Regions from separate parts of the Mus musculus genome. Here all the other regions are linked to region 1. A link is a contact called in public HiChIP or PLAC-seq and promoter capture Hi-C data. All regions are on one chromosome and are shown on one strand. Each heading gives the region's core, a stretch centred on a gene start, on an enhancer-like site or on the middle of the called end of the contact. The rest is flanking DNA. Distances are from core to core; before and after follow the strand shown. Region 1 holds the start of Fabp3 (fatty acid binding protein 3, muscle and heart). Region 2 holds the start of Sync (syncoilin). Region 3 holds the start of Srsf4 (serine and arginine-rich splicing factor 4).

Region 1 (2,700 bases), core at 175-2,674:
TATCTAAGCTCAAGGCAAGAAAGGAAGGGCTGGGGCCGTCTTGGATAAGTGGTTCATGTGACATTCCCCACTGTTGAAATGGGAAGAACTCTAGGTAGTTCTGGGTTCTCAACTATTTGGAAGGCCGAGATGGCAGGTTACAAGATCAAAGCCAACCTGGGGAAGTTAGTGAGAACCTGTTACACAGAGTAAAAAGAGGGTGTGTGTGTGTGTGTGTGTGAGTGGGGAGTATAACTCAGCAGTAGGGGGCATGCACAAGGCTCTAGTTCAGTCTTCAAAAAGAAATCCTGGGCTTTCCTATGAGGCGATGAGCTCATGTGTCCCAAGCTGTCTTCCTATTAAGTAAATCATGGGACTCTTCCTTTCTTTTTTTTTTCAAGACATGGTTTCTCTGTGTAGTCCTGGCTGTCCTGGAATTCTCTCTGTATAGACCAGGCCTAGAACTCGGGAGATTCACCTGCCTCTGCTTCCCAGAGTGCTGGTTAAAGGCGTTGTGTCACCGCCCACACCACACAATTTCCCCAGCCCCAAGCCACACTCTCCCTTCATAGCTCTTCACCTTTCTTCTGACACCCTCTGCTCGATCCCAGGCTTTCTTCACCCTATCCCCAGCACTGATCCGGTGGCCGACTGGTGCGGCCGGGAAGCCTATGTGTAGTGGTCGTCTTGCCCTGCTCTAGCAGCAGCGTCTCCGACTGATCCCAGGGGTGGCTGCACACACTGTAGGTGAAGGTCAGGCTGGTGAGAACCAGGGCATCTTCCAGAGAGAGGCCTCTTCACTACCCCAACATGGAGGGGTAGGGCTTGTTGCTGACTGCCTGGCTGTATCTTCACCTCTTCCCAGATGGAATTCACTGATTTTCTTTAGTCTTCCTCCAGGCTCTGTACACTCCTATCTGCTCTATTCCCTTTCGGAATTCAATTTCTGGACCACCATGCTCCTCTTTGCCTTCTCCTGCGGCCAGCCTCCCGCCCTTCTTTCCCTCCCCTTTCCACCTCCGGATCACCTACACTGCTTCCTAGAAAGCCTCCCATCCCGGACCTCTGCGGCCACAGCTGCCTCTACCCTTCCCCTCCAGCTACGAGGCTCGCCAAGCTTGGACCGCGACACCCCCCTCCCAGGAGGCCGGGGTGGGGTGGGGTGGAGTGGAGTGGCTTCAGCCCAGGCCACCCTCCGCACCTCAGTATTCCCTGTCTGGACTGGCTAGGAGCTTGCGGGAGGCACATGGGGGCACTCCCCCTGGGAGCTCAGCGCCAAGACCGCCTTGCCGGCCCTCCTGACCCTAGATCCTGCGCCGTTCGTTCGCTCACCGAGTGACTTCATGTAGTCATCAAAATTCTTGCTGTCCACTAGCTTCCAGGTACCGACAAAGGCGTCCGCCATGGTGCGATGAGTGAGGAGGCGAGCAGGCACTGAGAACCGCAGCTCCCGGCTGGACAGCCTCTTTAAATAGCCCTCGCATCACATGATGAAAGTGGCCCACACCCCTCGCTCCCGAAATAGGAAGCCGGGGCTTGCACTCCCGCAAAGGGCTGGGGCCCATCCCCCACAGCCCTCCCGTCGCCTACGTCAGCGGCGCCCGCGGTCCTGTTGGTGCCATCTAACCCATCCCTGGCCTGGCTGCGGGGCGCTTCCCGCAACCCAAGTAGAGCATCCCCCGGCCATACTGAAAGGAAACTCGCCCTTGAGCTGGTGCCACGCTGGAGAAACGCCGCTTGATCCTTCTGCCGCCTTGTTTTTTAATTCGCTGTGGTTTTATTCTTATATTGTGTATGCTCGTGTAGGCGTACTTATGGGGAAGGGGTGGGAGACTGGGGCGTTCGTTGTAACTCGCGGGAGTCCCTTCTCTGCTTCCACCGTGTGGGTCCCACGTATCAAACTGGGGTTGTCAAGGCTTGACAGCAAGGGCCTTTACCCAAAAACCCATCTCAACGGTCCTATGTCCTCTTCTTGTAGAAGAGGCTCAGAGGCTCGGAGAGGAATGACGCGGTCGCCGTAAGTAAAAAAGAATTGGAGCCTGGACAGAGAGCATGGTCTAGTGGCCTTTGAGCCCTCTTGCTCCTACCAGACAAGTGGAAAAGAGTTGCCTTGGACACCGCGGATGGCTGAGCTGCCCAGCGCCTCACCTGCTGGCGGAGAACGTGACCTTGCTTCCCTCATGCTAGCCCCACACGTGCTAGCCCCTCCCTGCGGAATGTCTCCCGCCTGCGCCTTTCTCCGCAGTCCCACCCGTCGCCGCTGCCTGAAAGCGCTTCAGGCTTTATTTACTGACCTCTGAGCTTGTGCCAGGGTCGTTCTTCACTCCGCGAAGACAATTTGTCTATTCAGAGGGTTCTTCCGGCCTCGGCCACCTTAACTCCCGGAAAGCCGCGACCCTCTGCTGAAGTCAGTTTTTTCCCCTGACTTCTGCCACTAGACTGCTTGTCACCTTAAAGTACGTTATTAAATAAGACCCGACTATTGATGGTTGTAGCCTACTTCAGGGCATGGTCACACTCAACTTTTTCGTTGGTAGGTGGTATCATCCCCTTTTTACAGGTGAGTAAGGGAACCTCAGTGGAGCCTATTCCTTAGTTCAGCAGTTTCTGTTTAATTATTACCAAGTCAGCATCTCAATGTGTAGCAGGGGTTGACCTTGAACTAAAGATTCTCCTGCCTCTGTCTCCTGGGTTACAGCTGTGTGCCGCTGCTCTGGCTTG
Region 2 (2,700 bases), core at 113-2,612, 1.0 Mb after region 1:
GTCTTCAGGACATTCTGAATGGAATGCAGTTTCATCATCAGGAGGAGTGACTTTAAGTTATACAGGTACGTTTGTCCACTGGATGAGAGCGGATGTCCTGAGGACAGGGCTACTTGTGGGGCCCTTGGAAGGCAAGAAGAAAACAACTGAACTTCCAGGGGAAGTTGTGCCCAAGGTCAAGTGGCAGGTCTGTGGTATAGAACCCAGGCCTCCTGAGTTACAGGCTGCCACACCACCCTGGGTACCAGAGGTTGTCCTCGGCTAACTGCCTCTCTACTGAGCTGGCATAGAAGCAGATTACAGGAGGCCAAGCAAGAGAGGGACAGGGCCCAGCTGGGGTCCCTGACCTCAACACCTCTGCCACTCTGTCTCTGTCCCAGAGGACTTGGGCAACTCCTTTATGCTGTCCATCAGACTGTGACTTGGACGTGTGTATTACATGTCATGCAAACAAAGGTTCGTGCCTGGCTTCAAGCTTATTAGTGTGTGTGTAGGGAATACAGGCAAAATGTGTTAAGAACCCAGCTTAGGGTTGTCTTCTCATGTGACAACAGGGTTTACCAGGAAGTATTCCCATAATTTGATACACTGGGAAGTCCCTGGGCCACAATGTGACCTGAGGCAAAATGACTCCACAATCCCCAGTGGTAAAGTTCCAGTGTGGACAGCTGTTGGGCTCAGCCAGGGCCCAGTGCTAGGCCAGGAGAACAACTGCCTCTCTAGGCCACCACCCTGAGCCACACCAGGGAGAGAGAGCTGACCGAACAGACTCAACTTCAAGCTGGCAGGTGCCCAACCCTGCACCAAGTGGCTCAAATGCAGTGAATTCTCAAATGGTTTCTCCCTAGCCCCGCTAACAAGTGAATAAGAAACGGGAAAAATAAGACTTTAAAAAAAAAAAAAAGACCCAAAACTTATACTCTTTAGTCAGTTAGGCCAACTACATTTTGACAGGTTGCTAGCCTGAAAGGATTAATCGCACTCAGCCTGTGGAAGGAGTGACACAGACCCCCGGAGGTGTCAGGTCCCCAAGCCAGGGCCTCCCATCTCCCTTCCCCGGTGGCTCCGCCCCGTGCCACACCCGGGCATGACCACTACCCACAGCCAAGGGAAAAGGGCCGCGGGTCGGGGATGGGAGCCCACCCAGCACCCCCTGTCCTACTGGGCGGCGACACGAGCCCTAGAGGATCCTACCTCGAGGCCCGGGCGCCGTCCCCGCCGCGCAGGGGTTCCGGGCTGGCCATGGCTGCGCGACCCCGGGCTCGCCCGGAGTGTTATTAATAGCCAACGCCGTCGGCGATTGTGCCGGTGCCGGCGCCCGCCGCACTGCCAGCTGCAGCGGACACCAGATCCCGGCGGCCCGGGCGGGACGCGCCCACTTGGCCGGACGATTACCCGCGGGAGGAGGGCGCGGGCCCCGCGGCCCTGGGGGCGGGGAGAGGGTGGGAGGGGATGGGGTGGGGTGGGATGAGGGGGCGGCCCAGCGGCACTTCGCGAACCTTCCTTTCATCTCTCCACCTTTCCTTCTGGCCCTGGTTGCATGGTGAGGAGAGGAGGGGGCTGTTCGGTCCCAGGGGAGCTGCCCCCCGAGTTCAATGAAGGCGGGAGGAAGATTTACTGGTGGGGTACCCAGAGGGATCCAGCGCCCCTCGTGTCGGCGCCTTGCGATCCCCACCCACGCAAGGGCTTGGAGCCGGGTCATCTTCTTGGTGGCCTGCAGCTGTCATGAGGGGGTGGGGCAAGGCGCCTGCTGGAGAGGGGGGGGGGTGGTTAACTGCCACACCCCATGCGTCTGGGGACAGCTGGGGGCCACGGCTGAGGAAGAACGGCTTAAGGCAATAAAGTTGAGTCTGTTTAATTCAGGTTTCTTCCCCTCGCCCTGGAAGGTTTCTTGGGGTCTTCTGAGAGGTCGATTTGTCGCTCCTGCTCAGTCACTTCTGTTGTGTTTCAAGGCACGCACCCACCCCTAAGTCTTCGACCCTCCGGTGTCCTAGTTAGACTTCCACACTGAAGGCACCCTCCCCCTCCCCCCAGGACGAGCTGCTGGACCCCTTCCCAAACCTGAGCCCCAGGCATTCTTTCTCTGAATACTTTTTCCCACTCAGTCCCCGAGTCAGGGAGGGAGGAGGGCTTTGATTCAATCGCAGAAGAATGCTGTGCACCTAGCGGCCAGGGCCAGAAGGCTGTACTCCGTTTAATCAGATCTTAGAGCATCCTATGGGATGGCGAATGAGGACTGATGCCCGGGTGTTGTTGACTGGGTAGCTTGTGCGTTGTGATCCTTGTGCCCACAGCTGGGAACATCTGGCGAAGGTTCTGTGTGTGCAGCAAGAGATGGGTCTAAGGTTGTATCCCCAGTGTGACTTCCTTCCAGTCCTGGTCCTGGGTGGTCGTGTGGAAGTGCAGCTCTATGATGTGAGAGCAGGGTGATTGTGCCAGGTGTGATCATCCTGAGGGGAAGTGGGTGCTGGCTGCAGACTACGGAGCAGGTGTATAACCATGTGTGACTGTATGCCTGACTGGGCTGCCATGTGCCAGTGTGGCAGCTGAGGGGTAGGGGTGGCTGTGGCTGTGCACACTCTGGGAGTGTCTCCCGGAGCTGTGTTTTTTGCATCTTTTTGTAGACTGCAAGAGGGAGGAATCCAAAAGCCCAGAGCAACCCAATATACCCATGTAAGGTCTATAGAAGAGGAGATTTGG
Region 3 (2,700 bases), core at 114-2,613, 1.6 Mb before region 1:
CATTTTATCGAAGTCTTGTTCTCAGCAAGGAGAGTCTTTTAAGTGTCAATTATTCGAAATCTAGACAGCTTTGAGAACCTGCTGGTTCATTTGCCATTCATACTAAAGTGTATGTCTTCTCAAATGTCAATTACTACTGGTCTCATTGGACCAAACACAAAGTCGAAAAAAACAAAACAGGCAAGAAATAAACACAGCAAAAACCAAGGGTTCCCCTAACACCCAAGGTTTAGTGCTTCCGACGCCGTTCCGGTGCTTAATGCCTTTCAAGTCCTACCTAATAATTCTCAGCTCCCAAGCAAAAGATGCTCGTACAATCTCTAGGCATGACAACTCACCCGTTTTCCCCGAACCTGGTAGTCCCTGCTAGCCTTGCTTCGCCAAAGCAGATTAGAAATACAAGCCCAGATTGTACGGGGAAAGCTGTTAAGTAGGCAATTTGGAGATGTGTCTCCACTTGCACCAGCAGCCGACGCAGACCTGGCCAGGATGGCCCTTACCCACTCAAAAAATCCTACGACAGCAATCATTTTCCGGCAAGTTGGAGAGCCGAAACCACAACGTGGAAAACTCTGTAAGGACTCCCCAAGATAACGAGCTAGGACTTTAATTTACTCTCGGAAAGGGAGCGGTCAAGGCTTGAAGCGCGGCAAGCCAGTACTTTCGAAACTGTCACTGCACTACAAAAACTAGTGTCTCCCGCCCAAAGTGTGGCACGCGAAAAAGCCAGAGCTCCAGTCCTCAGAAACACACGCCGGGAAGCCTCTGGCCGGTCAGGCTGGGGAACGGGGAGAAGAGGGCCGGAACCCTCATCTGCTCCTGGCAGCCCCAGAGCGGGAAAGGGCCGCCTCGGACCCATAGTCCAGCGACGGAAACCCAGGCCTCCCCGGCGCCCGGAGCCCCAGTCTAACCCGGGCCTCCGTCCCCATTATCCCGCCACCACCCCCGCCCGCGCAGGCGCAGTGGGAGCCGGGCCTACCCGCGCCCCCGAGGCACCGCCGCCATGGCGGAGCGGAGGAGGCCGGCGGCGGCTTAGCGCCCAGCGAGCGCCGCGCTCGCGTCCCCGCGGCCTCCTAGCCACAGCCGCGGCCCTGTCAGCCCCCCGGCCGGCCCCTCCGCCGCCCTCCTCACCCGTTCTTCAGATCCACCTCCAGGATCTTCCCGTAGCCCTTAAAGAAGCGCTCCACATCGCGCTCCCGGGCCTGGTAGCTCAGGCGGCCGATGTACACCCGCGGCATTCCGGCGGCGGCAGCTGGCCCCGGCCCCCCTCAGGCGGCGGCCGGCGAAGGGAAAACGCGGCGGCGGCGGTAACGGGCGGGCGGCGGGACGGACGCAGCCGAAGCCCGGCGACGTACGCGAGCACGCAGCTCGAGAACGCGCGCCCCCGTCTCCCTACCCCCCCCCCCCCGGCGGAGGGGAACGGGAGGGAGCGCGCGCCCGCTTCCCGCCTGGTCAGGGGCGGGGGCGGGGCTTTACTGGAGGCGCGCCGGCGCGGGGCGGGACCTGGCCGAGTGAGCGACAGCTGCAGCACGTCCTCTCGCGAGCTCGCCGTGGCAGCGGCACTTCCCCCGGAAGTGCCTGCGCGGGTGCGCGCCGAGCGGGTGTTCCCGCCTTTGTCCTTTGCTCTGGTAGACTTTCTGTTTTGGGGTGGTTTTCGGTAAACGTCCCTGTGGGAAGTTAGTGGATCCATGACCTTGGGCCCATTTTCCTTTCTCTCGGATCTTTGAGTCTCTTTTATCTTCCTTGTACTTTCAGGGTTGTCTCTACAGTGTCGATACTAGGTATGTAAAAGTGTTCCAATAATTGGTTCGGTATTATTTTGCGGTGTTGTGGATCGAACTCAGGGCCATACGGATGTTAACAAGTGCCCTATCTCTGAGTTACATCTCAGATTTAATTTTTATTTTTTAAAGCACTGACTGCCAGAGGTCCTGAGTTCAATTGCCAGCAACCACATGGTGGCTCACAACCATCTGTAATGGGAATCGGATGCCCTCTTCTAGGGTGTCTGTCTAAAAACAGCTACACTGTACTCATACACATAAAATAAATCCTTAAACAAAAAAGTTCTGACTGTCCTAGAAATAGCCCTGTAGACCAGGCTGGCCTGAAACTTTGCCTGTCTGCCTATTGGCTGGGATTAAAAGCATGTGCCAAACTATGTCCGTTCAGTTTAGTGCCTTGTAGTTAGATTAAGCACGACAGAAAATTACTATTTTCTTTTTTTGTTTATTCATTTTGAGAAAGGGTTTTTCTGTATATCCCCGGCTGTCCCGGAACTCCCTCTGTGGACCAGGCTGGCTTCAAACCTGCCTGCTTCCCAAGTGCTAGAGTTAAAGGTGTACCCCATCTCTGCCAGCTCAGAAAAAATTTCTAACCTGCAAGATTATAATCTATAGATGTCCAGTGTATTGCCAAAATAACCAAATGTAATGAACTGTGCTGGGGCATGTGGGTGCTCAGTAATGAAAGGTTCCTTTTCAGCTTTGCCCAGGAATCACTGAGGGGTTTAGTCTCTTTACTGCATTTCCACTTTAACTGATGTGCTGGGTAAAGTTTTCTCTTCTGCATCTTCTGCTTTCCTTTCTAGAGGCAGTTTCTTAAGTATTCCTTTAGAAGTTAATTTACCATACAGCACTTGGCTTTTCTTTTTTAAGACAAGAACTTTCTATGTCTAATGGCCTTTGACTAACCTGTAAA

The links. Promoter capture Hi-C pulls out the DNA fragments that hold promoters and counts their contacts. HiChIP or PLAC-seq counts read pairs in DNA pulled down with a chosen protein or histone mark.
Region 2: a promoter capture Hi-C map of liver shows a contact between it and region 1, with 4 times the contacts expected there. The contact joins the promoter of Sync here to the promoter of Fabp3 in region 1. A contact is called at or near these places in 3 of 39 promoter capture datasets (liver and neutrophils).
Region 3: an H3K4me3 HiChIP or PLAC-seq map of embryonic forebrain shows a contact between it and region 1, with 4 times the contacts expected there. The contact joins the promoter of Srsf4 here to the promoter of Fabp3 in region 1. A contact is called at or near these places in 1 of 39 promoter capture datasets (embryonic stem cells) and 1 of 115 datasets of contacts at active chromatin or transcription factors (embryonic forebrain).

What each region holds. Positions count from the first base shown.
Region 1 is chr4:130,307,462-130,310,161 of GRCm38.p6, reverse strand. It overlaps Fabp3 (fatty acid binding protein 3, muscle and heart), which reads right to left and starts at 1,424. Exons shown (of 4, transcript NM_010174.2): 1 at 1,312-1,424. The coding sequence starts at 1,384. It overlaps Gm10570 (a long non-coding RNA gene), which reads left to right and starts at 2,457. Exons shown (of 4, transcript XR_868203.3): 1 at 2,457-2,539; 2 at 2,678-2,700.
Region 2 is chr4:129,286,283-129,288,982 of GRCm38.p6, reverse strand. It overlaps Sync (syncoilin), which reads right to left and starts at 1,362. Exons shown (of 5, transcript NM_023485.3): 1 at 1,195-1,362. The coding sequence starts at 1,244.
Region 3 is chr4:131,872,302-131,875,001 of GRCm38.p6, reverse strand. Srsf4 (serine and arginine-rich splicing factor 4) reads right to left here and starts at 1,363. Exons shown (of 6, transcript NM_020587.2): 1 at 1,132-1,363. The coding sequence starts at 1,238.